Regions from separate parts of the Mus musculus genome. Here region 1 is linked to region 2. A link is a contact called in public promoter capture Hi-C data. All regions are on one chromosome and are shown on one strand. Each heading gives the region's core, a stretch centred on a gene start, on an enhancer-like site or on the middle of the called end of the contact. The rest is flanking DNA. Distances are from core to core; before and after follow the strand shown. Region 1 holds the start of Fbxl16 (F-box and leucine-rich repeat protein 16). Region 2 holds the start of Tpsg1 (tryptase gamma 1).

Region 1 (3,350 bases), core at 253-2,752, 440 kb after region 2:
CCTGAGTTCAAATCCCAGCAATCACCTGGTGGCTCACAACCATCTGTAGTGGGATCTGACGCCCTCTTGTGGTGTGTCTGAAGATAGCCATGGTATACTCACATACATAAAATATATAATTTTTTTAAAGACTGGTAGAAGAGGATTCTAATATCAGTCTCTCTCTCCTCTCTCTCTCTCTCTCTCTCTCTCTCTCTCTCTCTCTCTCTCTCTCTCTCTCTCTTTCTCTCTCTCTCTCTCTCACACACACACACACACACATATACTCACTCACACACACTGCCTAAGAAATACCTGAGACTGCCCTCTAACTTCTATTTGCACCTTCACATATATGATCATACACCACACACACACACACACACACACACACACACACACACACACACACACACACACCAGCTAGGATACAGCTTACTTCCCTTTCTTATTGCCCCTAGGCCTCACATCATTCCCAGGAGACAGACCTCCCATCTCCACAGCAGTTGGTCTCATCTGAGGACATTCCACCCTGAAGCTCCTTCTCTTCCAAGACGCTACTCTGCTGTCCCAACATCTGCTGTTTCTGGTCTCAAGAGAGACCCAGATTGGGGTCCCTTTAGCCTGCTGAGAGGTCTGGCTCTCCAGCAGCCCTTAATGGGTCCTTTTACACAAACCACCCTCCCTGGTCCATACAGGCTGCCACCACCTGACCTCTACTTCATCTCAGAGCGAACCTGTGGAACTCCATAAGGCAGGTCGATTCTCGAACCATTCCTACCAAGTGCTATGGGGACAGAGAGGGCGTCTCAGATCATTTGTGACATTGTCAGAAGTAACCCCTCCCCACTATCACTCCACTGTCTTGTGTTTTCATTGACGCTTGCTTTAGTCACTTGCTTGCAAGTGTGTGACTATGTCACCCAGAACAGGGATTCTTCTGCCTGACTCGCAACAGGATCGGAAGGGATATGAATCCTAGGGGCCATAAGGAGGGTGTGTGTGTGTGTGTGTGGAGGTGCGACGATGTCGATGTCTCCACTCGGCTTCTCTTTCCTCGCCCTCACAGGTGGCAATCCAAGCAAGGGCACATAGGGCCAGTTGCATCTGCGCAGGATCCGGAACCCCACTGCCAACCGCTCGCGCCAAGGACCGCAATTCTCCTCAGCTGGCAAGATTCTGGGTCGCCACCACTTTGTGCAGATGGGACACTCGAAGCTGCTCTTCGGCCGCGCGGCCTACGGGGTTTGTTATTGTGCGAACACCGGCCGCTGAGCGGGTGCTGCCGCCTGGCGCGTGCCCGTCGGTACCGCACCGGGAGCGCGCGGAGAGGAGCGGGGCGGGGTTGGGGATTCTCGACACCTCAGCCTGGCTCTAGAACCCGGATTGGTCCGGACGCCGGGAGCGCGCGAGGGCGCGGCTCTTAGGGCCGGGCGGGGGGCACGCGCGGCGCCGGCGGCGGCCGCGGAGGAGCGCGGGGAGGAGCGCGGAGGAGGAGCGCAGGGAGGAGGGGAAGGGGAGGGAGGAGGCGCCCGCCGGGTTCCCTGCAAAGCGGCCTTATTTATCTGGGCACAGCCTCAGCCTCCCCGGTGGGAGGCTCAGGGCGGCAGATCCTCTCCCACCGGGGAGCTCCGCTCGGAACTCTGCGGAGAGGGCCCTGGCGCGGGGCGCCGGGCGCGGGGCGCAGTCGGGCCCTGCTAGCCAGTCCAGCACCTCGGCCGCCTCCGCGCTAGGCGGCTCGGGTGCTGAGCTCCCCATGACGCGAGGTCGCCCGGCGGACAGCGTGGCATGAGCCAGAAGCCCTGGCCGAGGTAAGGTGTGTGTGCGCGCGCGGCCAGGCTGCGGGGAGGGGAGGGTCCAGGTCGAGCCACTGCCTCCGCGAAGGCTACAATGAGGAGGGGGCGGGGTGGGGACTTGGGACTGCGCCGCGGCCGCCGCCGCCTGAGCAGGGCTTACGTAATCGCAGCCCCTTCCCCACCTCACCCTTCGGCCGCTGAGCCAGCGGTTCCGCAGCCCCTAACCCTAGTGGCCGGCCTGATTGCGCCCCGCTCGCTACCGGCAGCGCGGTCAGGCTGTATCTCCGTACCACGGAATTGCTGAGAGGAAGCACGGTGGCTGCGAGGACGCGGAACTGCAGGCCGTCAGCCCCCACTCCTTCTGGCTTGGCTCTGGGCTCTCCCCACTCCAGCCCTATGAGCCTCCGGCGGACTGGAGGACGTGACAGGTGTTGATACAATTAAAAGGGAGGAGCCATGTGGATATGTGGCCTAGGGGTCCTGGACGCCTTCTGGACATGAGCTGGTATAGAGCTGCCGCCCACAGCTCTATACCAGGGAGTGGGCTGGCATGTCTTTGGTTCTAGAAAAAGAAAATGGGCCTTGGCCAAGATTGGAAGGCTTCAAAATGGGGAATGGGCATCCTGAGATTGCTGAGCAGGGCTTCCATGTCCTTCTAGGATGTTAGTCAGTGGGGGATCCTCCCCACCCGTCATCCCAGGAGAGAAGGCTGCACTGTTGAGGCCTGGATCTGGCCTAGCAGCCCTCCTGCTAGCCCCTCCCAGCCCGAGCCAGCAGCTGACCTCCCAGGAGCAGATGGCAGATGCCACTTCACCTGCTCCCTCCTGGAGGCCCGACTTCCACTGCCATCTTGTCCCAGGGCCCACTGACCAGGGTCTTCTCAGGCCTCCCTGCTGCCCCTTCGGGACACGGGACCCTCTGTTCCAGCCCAACACTTTGATGAAGTGCTGGACAGCAGCCTCATCGCAGCAGGGGGGAGGGGCGGGGGGGGGGCCGGTGTTGGGACAGGAGCCTGGATGATTAGGGGCTGCCTAGATCAGGTCAGAGGCATGGTGGAGCCTCGATTTCCTGCCTAGACGTGGCCTGAGGGCCGGGCTGGGAGCCATTGGGAGAAGAGAGGGAAAGTCAAGGTTGAAAACGTGGGTGATGTTGAGATAGCCCAAGATTCAGCAGCCTCATTTCCTGCCACCCTCACTATTTGCCTCCCCAGTCACCCATACTGTAAGTCCAGGACACGTATGCACTCACCTGTTCTCCCAAATACACCTGAACAGGTCCCGTCTCGCACTGATGAAGTTAAAACAAGTGCATCTAGGTAGCCCTGAGAGATTGGGCTCTCTATTTCAGAGGCACTAGAAGGGGCTTCTGGTGGGCATCACTCAACCTTCCTGACCATAAGCCTTCACCTCTGAGAGTCACTGATGAACCTTCCGGGACTGGCACTGGGGGGGGGGGGAAGGCAGCAAAGCAAGGTCAGGAGGTCAGTGAGCAGCCCTGAACTGTCCCCATTAGTGGTCAGATGGCCAAACTGGCTGCAGAGAGTGCAGGTGGGCCTCACTTGGCAGGTGTCTAAAG
Region 2 (3,258 bases), core at 440-2,939:
GGTGACATCTACATTTTACAATTACTGCTGAGTGCTGACCTTTCCCTCTCTTGGATGGAGCCCTCATCCTTGATGGGAAATTAGGTCAGTTGTCCCACCCAGTGCTAGGTGTCATCTCTGGCTCTGTGTGTGTGTCACACTCTTCACCGCTGAACCATCTCTCGAGTTCCTTAGTTTTCATTTTTAATGTCAAACATAACAGACTCATCCATCACAAAAATAAAAGGTGAAAGTACTCAGTACTCAGTCCCTTGTTCCTCCAGCCCCACCCATCTCACAATCAGGGTCACAGTGAATCTGATGGGTGGCAGCACTCTGATAAGGCCATTCAGCCATCCTTAGTGAAGATGGGGGGGGCAGTGGGAGGATGCAGAGTGGGGGATGGACTAGGATCTCCAGTGAGAAGCTCAGTTCAGCCCAGCCCAGCCATCAGGTGACAGATAAAAACGGTCATTGGATTCATCTCTGCCATGGGCTACAGGGACCAGGCTTAGCTGAGAGTTTTCAGTGGGCAACATCCAAACCCACTGTCTCAGCCAGAGGCCAGTACCCAGGTAAGCATGCTATTTTAGCAGATATAGCCCTAAGCTCTGCCTCTCCTTGGGGGTCTGAGTTACAGAACACTCTGGCAGCTCTCTCTCTCTCTCTCTCTCTCTCTCTCTCTCTCTCTCTGGTGTGTGTGTGTGTGTGTGTGTGTGTGTGTGTGAGAGAGAGAGAGAGAGAGAGAGAGAGAGAGAGAGAGAGAGAGATTAGGTCTCCAAATACCAAAAGCAAGAGAAAGCGGGGCAGATAAAGATCCTGAAGTTCTCTCCTATGTGGACCCTGAGAGAGTTCAGAAGGTCAGGACTTGGGGCAGGGGCTCTGATCCCATGGAAACCCCAGTGTCATCAGGCTCTTGGGTTGGTTGGGATGACACGTAAGAGCACATGGACCCCTTCCCTCCACTGTCTGCCATTTGTTGGGAGTAGACTGGCAGGCAGGTCCCATGTTCCTAACAGTCCCCTCTCAGGTGTACAGCTACCTAAGGGAGGCCAGTCACACAGGGTGAGCTGATAGTGTATTTGTCTGTCACTAAGGCAAACATTTTGCATGCACCCTTGTGCTGTGGGGCAAGTAGGCAGGAAGCAGGCAAACTTAACCCTGTGTTGTCACATCCTGAGGAAGCAGTGAACAACTTTCTACTGACGGTTTTCCCGAGTCTAAGAGGGGACTCCTGACCTTGAAAGTGTCAGTGGGACCCTCCGACCCTGGGTCTGAGATTTGGAGCTTGGAAAAGTTCCTGGCTCTGGCCACACCCACGGCCAGCAGGTCCTTATGCTCCAGACAGGACAGAAGCCCTATGCAGGCAGCGAGATCTGACTCTACTTACCTGGGGTGGAGTTAGGAGACCCAGGGACACAGAGGAGAGTATGTACTTAAAGAGGGAGCATTGGAGGCTGAGAATCTGGAGACTGGGAGATGCATACTCTGTAGAAACCAAGGCTGTGGTGCCCTCTATACACTGGGAGAAGAGAAGCTTGGGTTGTGGTGTGGACAGTTGGGTGTCATTCTGTCCCTGCTATGTTCTGTGCCATTGAATGTGTCCCTTTCTGCCAAGGTTGGGTGTAGCCTTCAAATGAAGTTGACAGCCCCTCCCTGTGGTGTGCAATAGGATCAGGTGAGGAGCCTGTATCCTCCTCCCTCCCACCCTGTGGCAGGTGTGAAGCCAACCCTATCCAACCCCATACTGATAGGCCTGGGGCTGGGCAGGGGCATGGGGTGGTCCTGACTCTGCTGTGGGAAGACACCATGGCTCTGGGGCCCTACTGTGGCATCCTACTGTTTCTGGCTGTTTCTGGTGAGTGAACTGGCTTGGGGTTGGTGTGGCACTGGGGTGGGAGGGGCCTGCTTCCTCTCAGGAACTTCACCTGCATTTATTCTATTTTCCACTCTGGGCTGGAGCTCAGAGAAATCTGGGAGCCATGTAAGAGGGGTCCGGGTACCTTGAAGTCTGGCCTTAGACAAGCAAAGCCAAGTTCTTCATGGTGGCCTCTGCTTTGTCTGGGCTCCTCAGCTGGGCAGCTTGGCTGTCATTACTGGAGACAGAGGCTTGTGTGTATGTGTGGGGACACCTACAGGACTAGATCCTGGAAGGACACACCTCAAGGAGGACCTAGAGGTTGTGAGGGGCTGAGGCTCACTGCCTCCCAGCTGTTGTTTATGGCCCATGGCTGGTCCCACCCTACCCTGGAACTAGGATGCAGTTGACCAGGCCACAATCAATTAGCTGGGCCCCACCCAGCTGGGCCCCACCTACCTGGCTAGATCTAGCTTTAGCTGCCCAGGATGGGAACATCTACCTCAGGGCCACCTTGGGATCTTCCAGGGTTGGGGGCAGTGCTTAGGCCCACAGGACCAGAGTCACTCCCACGGGCAGTTCCCCTAATCCCTCCGTCTCTATCCTTCAGGCATCGCCCATGAAGCTCTACAGTCAGGTGCACCTCCAACAGATATTTCGGGATTAGAGACCAGTCCTGGCAGGCAGACCCTAGAGGGGCAGTGCCTGTGGTGGGAGAGAGTGACCTGGCCCAGGGAGGCTATGATTTGCCACAGGCTTCTCCTGGGAAGCTGCACCTCTGCCCCATTTGTATCTTCGAGAGCCACTTTCCATCTCCTGCGACACAGCCTGCTGGCTCTCACAGTTGATCTCTTTCTTTTGCTGATGTTGCTCTTGGGAAAGAGACTCAAAGCATCTTCCTCAGGACGTACCTGGTGTTCTGGGTGGGAAGGATGTGGTCTCTTCCATTTCTTTTTATCAATGTGGACCCAATTTCGGGTTTCATTTTGTAGTACAGATTAAGAGGAAAGCCTTCCCCTGTGGGTGATATCTCTAGATTTTCATGAGAAAAAAAATTGAGGTGAAATTTACATAACATTTACTCACGATACAGTGTAGCATTTGTTGACATTTAACACATCCCCAGTGTTTTGTGATATCACATCTATCTAGTTCCAAACATCCTTCTAAAAAGGAAACCCCATTCTCACTTAGGGGGGCACCCCCTACCCCCAGCCTCCTGGGCCTCCATAGCTCCCATCACCTCAGCCCTTCCTCACCCCTTTAATTCCAGGCAGTAAGCCGTTTGCCCAGCTCCACTGAGCATCTTTCTAAGGAGCCTGCTACGTCCTTTGGGGTAGTGTTCGGAAGCCAAGATCCATGAACTTACTGCTTCTAGGGTAGCGGTTCCCAACCTGTGGGGCGCAACCCCTTGGGGGAGA

The links. Promoter capture Hi-C pulls out the DNA fragments that hold promoters and counts their contacts.
Region 1: a promoter capture Hi-C map of embryonic stem cells shows a contact between it and region 2, with 4 times the contacts expected there. The contact joins the promoter of Fbxl16 here to the promoter of Tpsg1 in region 2. A contact is called at or near these places in 8 of 39 promoter capture datasets (the 3T3-L1 cell line, embryonic stem cells, hippocampal neurons and 2 more), 1 of 484 Hi-C or Micro-C datasets (the G1E-ER4 cell line) and 4 of 115 datasets of contacts at active chromatin or transcription factors (embryonic stem cells, forebrain, neural tube and 1 more).

What each region holds. Positions count from the first base shown.
Region 1 is chr17:25,807,597-25,810,946 of GRCm38.p6, forward strand. It overlaps Fbxl16 (F-box and leucine-rich repeat protein 16), which reads left to right and starts at 1,503. Exons shown (of 6, transcript NM_001164225.2): 1 at 1,503-1,790.
Region 2 is chr17:25,368,864-25,372,121 of GRCm38.p6, forward strand. It overlaps Tpsg1 (tryptase gamma 1), which reads left to right and starts at 1,690. Exons shown (of 5, transcript NM_012034.3): 1 at 1,690-1,837. The coding sequence starts at 1,789.